Regions from separate parts of the Sus scrofa genome. Here region 1 is linked to region 2. The links are chromatin contacts, called in public Hi-C maps. All regions are on one chromosome and are shown on one strand. The core of a region is the stretch at or near the end of the contact, and the rest is flanking DNA. Distances in the headings are between cores, read along the strand shown. Region 1 overlaps LOC106507649 (a long non-coding RNA gene). Region 2 overlaps LOC106507649 (a long non-coding RNA gene).

Evidence for each region. A called contact is a pair of places that touch in the nucleus more often than the background predicts.
Region 1: a Hi-C map of embryonic fibroblasts shows a contact between it and region 2, with 1.6 times the contacts expected there. The contact joins two enhancer-like sites. A contact is called at or near these places in 3 of 47 Hi-C or Micro-C datasets (embryonic fibroblasts, fetal heart ventricle and heart right ventricle).

The regions. Positions count from the first base shown.
Region 1 is chr6:142,287,053-142,292,636 of Sscrofa11.1, forward strand. All of the region lies in intron 1 of LOC106507649 (a long non-coding RNA gene), which reads right to left. Among named protein-coding and RNA genes, the nearest start is that of CTH, 200 kb to the right of the region's middle. Within about 2 kb of position 1,944, at least 7 of the 83 cell types and tissues checked have an H3K27ac peak or open chromatin away from gene starts, as enhancers often do.
Region 2 is chr6:142,138,158-142,144,041 of Sscrofa11.1, forward strand. All of the region lies in intron 3 of LOC106507649 (a long non-coding RNA gene), which reads right to left. It also overlaps a transcript of PTGER3 not described here. Among named protein-coding and RNA genes, the nearest start is that of PTGER3, 180 kb to the left of the region's middle. Within about 2 kb of position 1,279, at least 5 of the 83 cell types and tissues checked have an H3K27ac peak or open chromatin away from gene starts, as enhancers often do.

The DNA of each region.
Region 1 (5,584 bases), core at 694-3,193, 150 kb after region 2:
TCTCATATTCTGATATTAAACATATGAAATTCAAGGGTTCAGACTGGATTAGAGGAATAAAAATTGTAAGGCAAGCTTTCAACTATGAAATGTACTCAAGACTCAAACCAAGATCCCACTAAACAGCTGATCTAGCAATCATATTTTTTGTATTTCAATGTTTTTATTTATCTACAGCAACAGTAAAAATTTTACTAAATCACAAACTATTTATAACTTTCACAGAAATGAGAGGTTTTTGCATGTTTACTGAAAGAGGATCTGCTTTCAAAAGATCTGCTACCCTTCAATCACTAAGATATTAATCTTATTCTTTCCCACAAAACTAGTTATAAAATGTGTAAATATGTGTGTGTGTGTATATATATATTTTTGCTACCAAAAAAAGGAAATGCAAATAGAAGCACTTAGACAACATTTTCACCTATTAAAAAAGTGACAAACCTCTCTATGTGTACAGGTTTCCCATGTTTTTGATGATCTTCTTGGAATAAATGCTTCAGTATGGGATTACCAGATGAAAAACTATGAGGAATTTCATGGCTTTGGAAATACATAGCTAAACTACTTCAGAAAAATGTAATTACTATGCTGAAAGTAAAAATTTTATAACATTCTGCCAATATCAACTTCCTGGCATTAAAAAAAAAGGTTTTTTCACTTAATACACAATAAATTTTACTCTTCTTGGTGTATGGTCAAGTATTGACAAATATATATGGTTAAGTGACCACTCTACAGTCAGCACAGGATCGACCCTTCACCCCTAGAAGTGCCCTTTTGCAGTCAATCCCCTCTTCACTGCAACTCCTGGAAACTTCAATTTGTTCTCTTTTCTTAAAATTTGATTTTTCCAGAATGTCATATACTTGAGCATATACACCTTGAAGTCTTTCGAATATGGTTTATTTCACGTAACATCAGTCATTTAAGATTCTTCCATAGTACTGATTGAATCAATAGTCTGTTCCTTTATTGCTGAGTTGTGATCTACTGTGCGGACATACTACAGTCTGCTTATTCATTGATTATTTTGGTTGTTTGCAGTTTGGGGTTATTATAAAGCTACTGTAAACATTTCCATGTAAGTTTTTCTTTTTCCATGCAAGTTTTTATGTAAATCTAAGATATACTTCTACTGAGTTATCTGGATTTTCTAAGTTATTTATCCAATATTTTATTCTGTATTTTTTGAGTTCCTTTGTACAAATTCAAGTTCTCCTAGGAGATACCAGTACTCCAGTTTGAGAAACTGAGGCTTAGGCAAAACCATATCCAAGACAATGTACATAAAGCTCTTAGCTCTTAATCATAATTTGGAAAGGGATACAAAGATACTCTCATAAATAAGACTGTGAAAACTTAAAATATTCAGACTAGATAACATGGATTTGGGGGATTTTCTGGTTATTTTATTTATTTATTTGTTTGTTTGTTTGTTTGTTTATGTCTCTTTAGGGCTGCACCTGCGGCATAAGGAGATTCCCAGGCTAGGGGTCGAATCAGAGTGGTAGCCGCTGGCCTACACCACAGCCACAGCAACACCAGATCCGAGCTACATCTGTGACCTATACCACAGTCCATGACAACACCAGATCCTTGACCCACTGAGCAAGGCCAGGGATTGAACCTGCATCCTCATGGATAATAGTCAAATTCATTTCCACTGAGCCACAACAGGAACTCTTGTTTATTTTAAATAATGTTTACAACTTTCAAAACTTGCTTTGAATGCTTCTGTTGGTTATAGGGAAACACGTGAGAAGTCCCCAAAACTTCTCAAATGTAAAACCCCCAAATAACTTGAAATATAAATGGTCCTCATCATTTTGTAACAATCTTTTTAATTCTAAAAATAACAACTGTCCCTGCTCCTGAGGAGTTTACATACTCACCAGAGAAGGTTGTCTTGTATCTGGAGAGTGACATGCAACAATCCAGGACAGAAGGTTAAAGATATCAAAGGAGTGCAATGGCTAATAAGTGGCTAATGGAGTTCAGAGTTGGGAGCTGGGGGAAGGATTTGTGGGAGGGAAAAGGTAAAATGAAATTAGCCATGCCTTGAGGGAGAGATAGGACTGTTCATTTCAAGTTATAACCTTCTTCTATAGCTGGTACCCTTGGAGTGTGAAGGCAATTTAGACAAGCTCTTGGCACTGACCCTTCTCTCTGTGCTTGTACAGAGCTATAATGAGTCACAATACCACCCAAGATAATTAGAAAACCTCTTTGGCACCCAAACAACAAAATATAGTTGTCTGTGTGGCCAGAACACATCGTTAAGTGTCCTTTTCTAAATCTGTCTGATAATACCCACGTGATAGATTACACAACACCACTATTAAATTTAGAGAACATTAACAAAGAAGGATGGAGGGTGGATGACTCATTCTCAAGTACAGCCATCTGATTCTATTTGTACAGCAAACTAATCAAAGTCAGATGTAGTTAAGTCTCAATTCACATATAATTTTGCAGGCAGAAAATAATGGTGTCTTTCTGTAACACCAAGGAAGATAACTTTTTTAGCAAGTTTTCCATTATGTGCTAACCAAGAATATTATATAAAAAATAAAGAGTTTATATAAAAATATTTTTTCATTAAAAAACTCATATACAGAGTTCCCATTGTGGTGCAGTGGTAACAAACCAGACTAGTATCCATAAGAACACAGATTCAATCCCTGGGCTAGCTCAGTGGGTTAAGGATCCAGCATTGCTGTGAGCTGTAGTGTAGGTCACAGACACAGCTCAGATCCCACTTGCTATTAGGCCAGCAGCTACAGCTCCGATTCAACCCCTAGTCTAGGAACTTCTGGGTGCCTCACCTGCAGCCCATAAAAACAAAAACAAATCCAAAAAACTCATATACGAGCATATACTTACCTCTTCATTTTCCATCTCTCCCTCTCTTTTAGTTTTCTTCCCTCCTACCACTTCATTTCCAGCCTTTCACTCATCCCTTCTTATGGGCACATACCACAAATGAGCACAGTTGTCAAAGTGGGTTATTTACTAGAATAACCTAGAATATTTGCTTCCCAGACATCTAATAATGAAAAAGTATAAGACTATTTGTTATTAATTACTGCATCTTAAGTGTGATTAAATTATATACACATATATAATTAAGTCATGAATATGCATTTGTTCATTAATCAATGTGGCAAATACTAATTACAGGTCTGCCATGTGCCAGGCACTGAAGATACAGAGATTAAATACATGACCCTGCTCTTACTATGCTCAGAGTCAAATAGTTGAGACCAAGAGATCAATAAAGCACAATTGTAATAGAGTGCAATATGCAATAAATAGGGAGAGTATTTTCTAGGGTGTTGTGTGAGCACAGAGAAGAATCACTTAACCCACATTGAGGTAGTAAAATCTATGGAGCTAATCCTTGAGCTAAGGCTTAAAAAAGGTAAGTAGAAGGAACCCAGATTAAGAGACCAAAAAGAAAGGAGTGTCTTGGCTAGAGGATACAGCACATAAGAAAAGATGTCTCATGGAACCGCCAATGGTTTTATAAGGCTGGCATGTATGGTGCATTTGGAGGGCTTCTATAGTAAACCTGAATTCACATTTTTAGTTTATGAGATTCCCAACTTTTCAGTCATGACATGTCTCTTCCTTTCCCACAAGTCAAACATTTCTAAATAAATATGGAGTTAATTTACTTTTTCTGGAGGATTAAATCTGTGCACAGACCCTCTATGCAGTTACCAGCCATGCTGTATGATGCCAGTCACAAAGACCTCCCCCAAAAAACCTTCTATAGCAGAGCCTGCCTGTGTTCACCAACACACCTTCTCTCCTCTTCCTCCTAAACTAAATCACTTTTCTTGGCCTCCTTCCTAATAGGTTGGCATCTTGAAACCAAGTGGTGTATTCTGATGTATGTAATCTGTTTCCAATACTGGCCTATAAAAAACTCCATTCTCACTCTTCCTATTTTATAGTAGTCTAAGATAATGAAAGTGGCAGCACCATGAAATGGAAAGAACCCGTATTCCAGAACAGCAGCTTGGAGCAAAGTCCCTTCACTGACCTATACCAGGTTGTGCTGTGAGCACAAAATAAACCCCAACTGTATTATGCCACTGAGATTTTAGGATTGTGTCATTATAACAGTTAATCTGAGCTCAATGTTTGTGTCATCCTCCAACCCTATATCCAGTATATGTATTTTTGACTAATTTTTTAATCATTATACTGGATATCATTAGTGTGTATCAGTATTCTAAACAACATAACGAATTTTTACCACCTTCATCATAGAAGTCTGCCACACCTATCGTTCTATTCTGGCTCATTTGAACTGAACTTTTGTGTCCTGTTATACATCTTCTCTAAACGAGAAAATTTTGTAGTTTTTAGGGCCTTTCTTTTTTTAATAGATAATTTTAATTTTTTAAGTATTTTTATTTTTTGGGGTTTTTTATTTTTCCTTTTTTAAAATAACAGTTGATTTACCATGTTGTGCTAATTTCTGCTAGAGCAAAGTGACCTAGTCATACATATATACACATCCTTTTTCTCATATCATCCACTATCATTTTCTGTCACAAGAGACTGGATACAGTTCCCTGTGTTATACAGTAGGCCCTCATTGCCCATCCGTTCTAAATGTAATAGTTTGCATCTACTAACCCCAAACTCCCAGTCCATCCTACTCCTTACTCCCTCCCCAGCGGCCACCACAAGTCTGTTCTCCATATCTATGAGTCTGTTTCTGTTCTATAGATAGATTAACTTGGGGCCTTTCAGAAAGAAAGAATATCTACTAAAGTGATTTTATTCACACTCTAGATGATTCTTTCTGGATTTATTTATTTATTTATTTATTTTAGTCATTGGGTATTTTTTCAATACTCTTCTCTTTCTTCTCTATGATACTCCTATATTGTGGTTTCCTTCTATCAGAAAGCAATTTTTCTGAACCAATCACAAGAACTGAAATTGAAACTGTGACTAAAAAACATCCAACAAACAAAAGTCCAGGACCAGAAGGCTTCATAGGACAATTCTACCAAACATTTAGAGCTAACACCTGTCCTTCTGAAACTATTCCAAAAAATTGCAGAGGAAGGGATACTCCCAAACACATTCTATGAGGCCACCATCACTCTGATATAAAAACCAGACAAAGATACTACAAAAAAAGAAAACTACAGGCCAATCTCACTGATGAAAACAAATGCAAAAATCCTTAACAAAATACTAGCAAACCACATCCAACAATACATTCAAAGGATTGTACATCATGATCAGTGGGATTTATCCCAGGGATGCAAGGGTTCTTCAATATCCGCAAATCCATCAGTGCAATACACCACATTGACAAACTGAAGAATAAGAACCATATGATCCTCTCAATAGATGCGGAAAAAGCCTTTGACAAAATCTAACACCTATTTCTGACAAAAACACTTCAGAAAGTGGGTATAACAGGAACCAACCTCAACATGATAAAGGCCATATATGACAAACCCACAGCTAACATCATTCTCAATGATGAAAAGCTGAAAGAATTCCTACTGAGATCAGGAACAAGACACGGATGTCTGCTCTCCCCACTACT
Region 2 (5,884 bases), core at 29-2,528:
CAAAAACACAATGGGAACGTGGAAAAGGAGAGCCAAATTTGGTTGTGAAAGATAGGGTGGTGTCATAGCAGAGGTGGGGTTGGAAGGAGTTGTCAAAATGAGATAGGGGGATCCTGTATGGAAAATTGCCAATAGGTGAAGTGTACCGAGTGGAGGTATATAGATTCCAGGCAGGGCAAACAGCCATGCAAAGGCCTGGGATAAAGAACAGCATGGTATATCCATGATATAAGAACCTTATATGTTTTGCTTTGGAGTTTAATCTTTATCTTATAGGCCCAAAATAGCAAATGAAATTAATCTTGAGGCTTATTGGTTCTTGCCTGTCACGGTACTCAATAAAGTCAGTTACAGACAAGGAAGAGAAGACTAACACAACGCTGCCAGTTTACAATCTAAGCACAGACAATCTCAACTCCCTGAAGAGTTTTGTTAAATTTGGAGAATAATGTGTCTGGATGTTTCTTTCTTGCCACCCCAATTGGGAAAGCTTTTTCAGGATGGAGCCAGATCTCATGGGCTTGTCTAGGGATCATGAAAGATCCTCTATCTTTCCAGCTATTTTTCATTCAAAGTAAACAGCCCATAGGTTCTGAATTGTGATAACTGCCCTTGAGAAGGAAATAGCAACTGGAGGAAAGGAATAAGCAGACAAAGAAAAATGAATAGTGTAATAAATGTCCTAAAGGTACATTTTTAACATCTAGAGAAGAAAGAACAGCAAAATCTTCCTGATGGTTGGAAAACGCATCATTGAGTAGATGATCAAAGATCCTTGCATGTCAAGTGGGAGTCTGAGGGTGGAGAAGGGTGTTCACAGATGAAGAAACAGCCTGAGCTAATAGCACACCATGCATGAGAGTCAACGTCTCTTCAGTGAACAGCACACCAGCTTGGCACTGCCAGGGTGGTGGAGGACCAGGGCTGGTGGAAGACATACCTAACAAGGGCAGGTTGGGCAGTTGTGCAGGGCCTTGTATAACGTGCTGAGAAGAGGTGACTTGAATAGAGCTGTTTTTTGGACACCCTTGATGAAGGAAGGAGAATGCATCGTACATTAGCAAAGAAAGTAGTTAGAAACCAAGTGAGGCATTCAGAGCAAAGAAATTGACCCAGAAATAAGGGCTAATAAGACCATTGACCTTCTGTCCTCCTGTCTGGGTGAAGTACAGAAATCCAGGTTTGAGTTCTGGTGCTTTGGCAAACAGCCCTGACCTTGTGTGTGGGCTATGGGAACACCTCAAGTACTTCCAGTCTGATTGAGCTGTCAGTGCCCTCTAGCGGTGGCCCACTTGATGGCTAGATGGTACAAACCATCCAATTCTACGTGGATTTCCCAAGTACCTGCCCTGTGCTGACTTTCGTCATAGCTGCTGGTGCCACAGATCTTTTAAGACATTGATTTTTTTTTTTTTACTCAGGCTCACAGTTTAGTAGGTGAGACACAGAGATGAACACATTCTAATAATAGCATGTGATCAACAGAAAATAACGTACAATCAGAAACATGCATAAGACAGTTTGTACAGAAGAGGGATAATTAACTTTTGGGTGTGGGGATGTTGATGGTAGTTTGACGTCTGGACTGGCAGCGAAAAGGGCCTTCTGGAAAATGTGCCTGGGCTCTGAGAGATTAGGACTTCTCAAGGCAATTAATAGGAGCTTTCTGGGAACAGAGATCAATATGGGTTATTTTGGAGAACAGCAGGTAACTCCCAAATCAAGGAGCAGTAAATGGGAACAGAATTAGGTAGATTTTGTAGTGACCCTGTCTGAGGCAGTCTCAGTAGTACCAAATGTTTCTCAAAGTGTTCCATTCAGCAAACAATTACTGAGCATCTTCTCCAGGCAATGTGACATGGAATAAATAATGTTCTCACCCTCAAGAGGCTTCAGTGTTAAGACACGTTCAGACCAAGATGTGAAGGAATACTTTGTATAAAATGCAAGTTATGCCCAAGCACCAGTGAGCATCAAAGGAAAAGGAGCATTTACACTGAAAGGGGCAGTCAAGGAAGCCTTTCCAAAGTAGGAAACCCTTGACTTGAACTTTGAAGAACAAATGAGTAGGAATTTGTCAGTAGGCAGTCAGGGGAGGGTGTGTTTCCATCGTTTCTGTGAAGTGTGATGGGCGCTGGCTGAGTGCCTTGCTGCCTCTTTGGTAACATTTTACTTTCCTCCTCAGGCTTCTCTTCCTCTTCCCACTCCTGCTGTGATCATTCCCCAAGGTTCTAGTTCAGCCCTCGGAGCTTTGCTTTGTTTCTCTCAGGGATTTTATTCACATCCATGGCCTCTACTTGAAAGCTCCAAACATTTTACTTAGTGGAGACCCCATATAACCCAGTACATCACTTTTCCCCCAGAAAGTCACACTGTCCCTAATGAAATACGCTCCAAACAGAGCCCATGATTTTTTTTTTTTTTTGCTTTTTAGAGCCAGACCCACAGCATATGGAAGTTCCCAGGCAGGGGATCGAATCAGAGCTGTAACTGCTGGCCTATACCACAGCCATAGCAACACTGGAATCTTAACCCACTGAGCAAGGCCAGGGATCGAATCTGCATCCTCATGGATGCTAGTCAGATTGATTTCTGCTGAGCCATGACAGGAACTCCTAAGGTGGTATTTCTAACAAGCAAGTCTGATCTTGCATGCTATGCCATTGCACCCCTCCTTCTTGCAAGGCTTCCATGTTTCCTACAACCTTCAGAATCAGGTCTCAGCAAATCCGGGTGGTTGGACAAACTTCCCCTGGTAGCTCTTCTAGCCACTTTTCTTGGCCTCTATTTCAAGGAATTCTCCACAAATTCCAAACTGATGTTGATTCCCTCTAGACATCACACCGTTTAATACTTCCCTGTCTTAAAAATGCTATCACCTAGAATCTTCTCCCCAGCACTCTTTCCACATAGAAAATTTCAATTTATCCCTCAAAACTCAGTTCCACATCACTTTCCCCAGTGAGTCTTCCGTGATTCTCCCTTTCCAATAGATAACCAATTTCTTCTCTGGGCTACTTCCAAACCATGTATGTATATCTATTACTGTATCATTGTGTGATGATTTGCTTACCAGTCTGTGTCCCTTGCTCCAGGCTGGAGCAGCAGTAAAGCAGAGTAATTAAGAAAATGGAATCAAATCCTAGCTTTGCCACTTATCAGAGTGAATTTGGGCAAGTAATTTATCTCCCTTCATCTTAGTTGCCTCATCTGTAAATTGGGGGTGATGATAATACACGCCTTATGAAGTTGTTATCAGATTAATGTATATCAAGCACTTTGAACAATGTTCTACAAAAATTTGCTTCGATTTTCAACTATGAGCACCTTGATGTTAGGAAATTATGTCTAATTCATCTCCATTTTCCCAGGGTCCAACACAGTGCCTGACACAGAAAGTATATGGAAAGTTTGTTGAAAGGAAGAACGGCAATCTTTAGCTTCTTCCTTTTTCTTTCTCCGTGTCTAGTAAACACCTGGGTCTGGCTGGGTTTTCCTTTCCAGTGCCCCTGCACTTACTTTTCTTTTTGTAGTAACTGTCACTACTCCATTTATTCAACATAGAGTTATTAATAATCAACAGAGTTCTAGGCAAGCATAATTACTGAGAATACTGCTTTGTATAAGACAAATTCCCTCCACTATGAACTTTGCCTTCTAGCAGATGACACAGACACTACATAATAGCACATCAGTTATCTGATCATAATGTGATATACACAATCAGATGAATTTAATTTAGTCTTAAAGGTCAGGAAATTTCCCTTAGAGAAGAAATTTCACTGATATATGAAAGACTAAGCATAAGGTGGTAGACATCTAGGGAGAGGGAAGAGCATGTGCAAAGCCCAGAGGCAAGAAGAAATCTGGCACATGCAGCTTTTGAGTTCCCTGTGCCTGAGTTCATGCTACAAATGCTACCCAATCTCTTTACAGAATGACCCTCTGTATAAGTCTAGAGTTAAACTTTCTATCATGTTAATTTCCTTCCACAGTTTTCTACTGCTTACTGAATGACATATTAATTTCTTAGTTATTTTCCATGACCCAGTGCAATACAGGCTCCAATAATGGTCTAGTTCTATCTCCCACAAATAATCTGCACTATATTCAACAATAACCATCGTGAACTATTTGATACTCCCCACATATTCCTTATTTCCTCTTACTTTTCCATATTTACTCAGGTTGTTGTTGTTGTTATAACCAAAATGCCTTTCTTCTCTATTCTTGTCCATGCTTGAGCCTCTGCAAAACAGTATTTACTTGTCCTATGTGTAAGGTGCTTTGATATTTTCTACTCTAGTCTCTTCTACTTTATTTGATTCTATTTCAGTCTGTAAAACAAACAAGTTGTAATCCACCAACGTGATTTCACAACCCACTAATGGATCTTGACCCACAATTGAAAACGATGACCCTAATAAATTTTAAGATTTTTTTTTCAAGATATATGACTCGTCTTAGGTGCTTCTAAATTTTCTTCAAGCGGTAGAATCCTCTAACTCAGTTACATCTTGATTATTGAGCATCTATATTATCTGAAGACAGGGTGGTAAAATTCTGCATGAATAGTGGAGAGCTAAACATACAGAGGCACATCATCCCAAGGAAAGTTGGCAGTGCGTCTTAATTTGTAGATGTCACACTTGGTTGCCTCAATGCTGGCGATGTTCTGAAGTTGTTAATTGTACTGAGTTGTTCCAGGTCACATACTGGGCAAAGATGAATGTGGGAAAATACTTGTTCCAGCTATAAAAAAACAAAAACCAAAAAACCCTCCACTAGCAAATAAATCCATAGCAATCAGATGCAACTGTAGCTCATATTAGGTAATAAGTGTACTTTTACAGATAGATGTGTTTCATAATTGCCCAAGGGGAATACTTAAATCTTTGCAATAACCACTCCCCAAAGGGTCTGTTTTTCAAAATATTTTATATCTCGGGTTAACTTTCAGTGGAACACCTCAGTATTTTAGTATTCTTCCACTTTATTTTATTTTGCTTTGTTTTATTTATTTATTTATTGGCTGCACTCACAGCATATGGAAATTCCCTGGGTCAGGGACTGAATCCTAGCAGCAGCTATAACCTACACCGCAGCTGCAGCAACACCAGATCCTTTTAACTCACTGTGTCAGGTCAGGGATCAAATCCATGCTGCCACAGAGACAGCACCAGATCCTTAACCCACGGTACCACAGTAAGAACTCCTATTTCTTCCATTTTAGATTTTGCAATGTCAACACCTAGATCAACTTATCATCTTGTTAATGTTCCGCAAGTCTTTATCTCCAGCCCAGACTTCATTCCTGTGTTTCATTTGTGTATATCTCTTATGGCCACACCATCTCTCCATTTAAACCAGAGAACACCAGCATCAGACCTGACTCCTCTTTTTCCAACTAACCTGCCACTAATGCTTCTTGATGTTATATCCTATATGCTTCTTAAACCTGTCTACTGCTCTCCAATCTCCCTGCCTCTGCTGCTGTTCAAACCTCCCAAATGGTCCTCCTCCCATCTTTCTTAGGGCATTTCATAAAGTGGCCAATCTATCATGTATCATTCTCCAGCTGGAACCCATTCATTCAGTTAACTGCTATTCCTTTTAGGAGAGTCTGATACAAAGCACCTACAACTGCTTGCAAATCCCTTCCTGATCTGTCCTCTGCAAAACTTTCCTGCCTCATTTCACTCTCTCCTTTCCTTCATATTTTACTCTCCAATCATCAAAAAAAACTATTCTTTATGCCTCAAATGCTCCATTTTTTTGTCTGAAACACTCTCCTTTTTACTGGAGAACTCTTACTCCTCCTTCAAGTCTCATCTTGGATATTTCATGAGAATCATTCCTGAAGCCTTCTAAGTCCAGGCTTTGG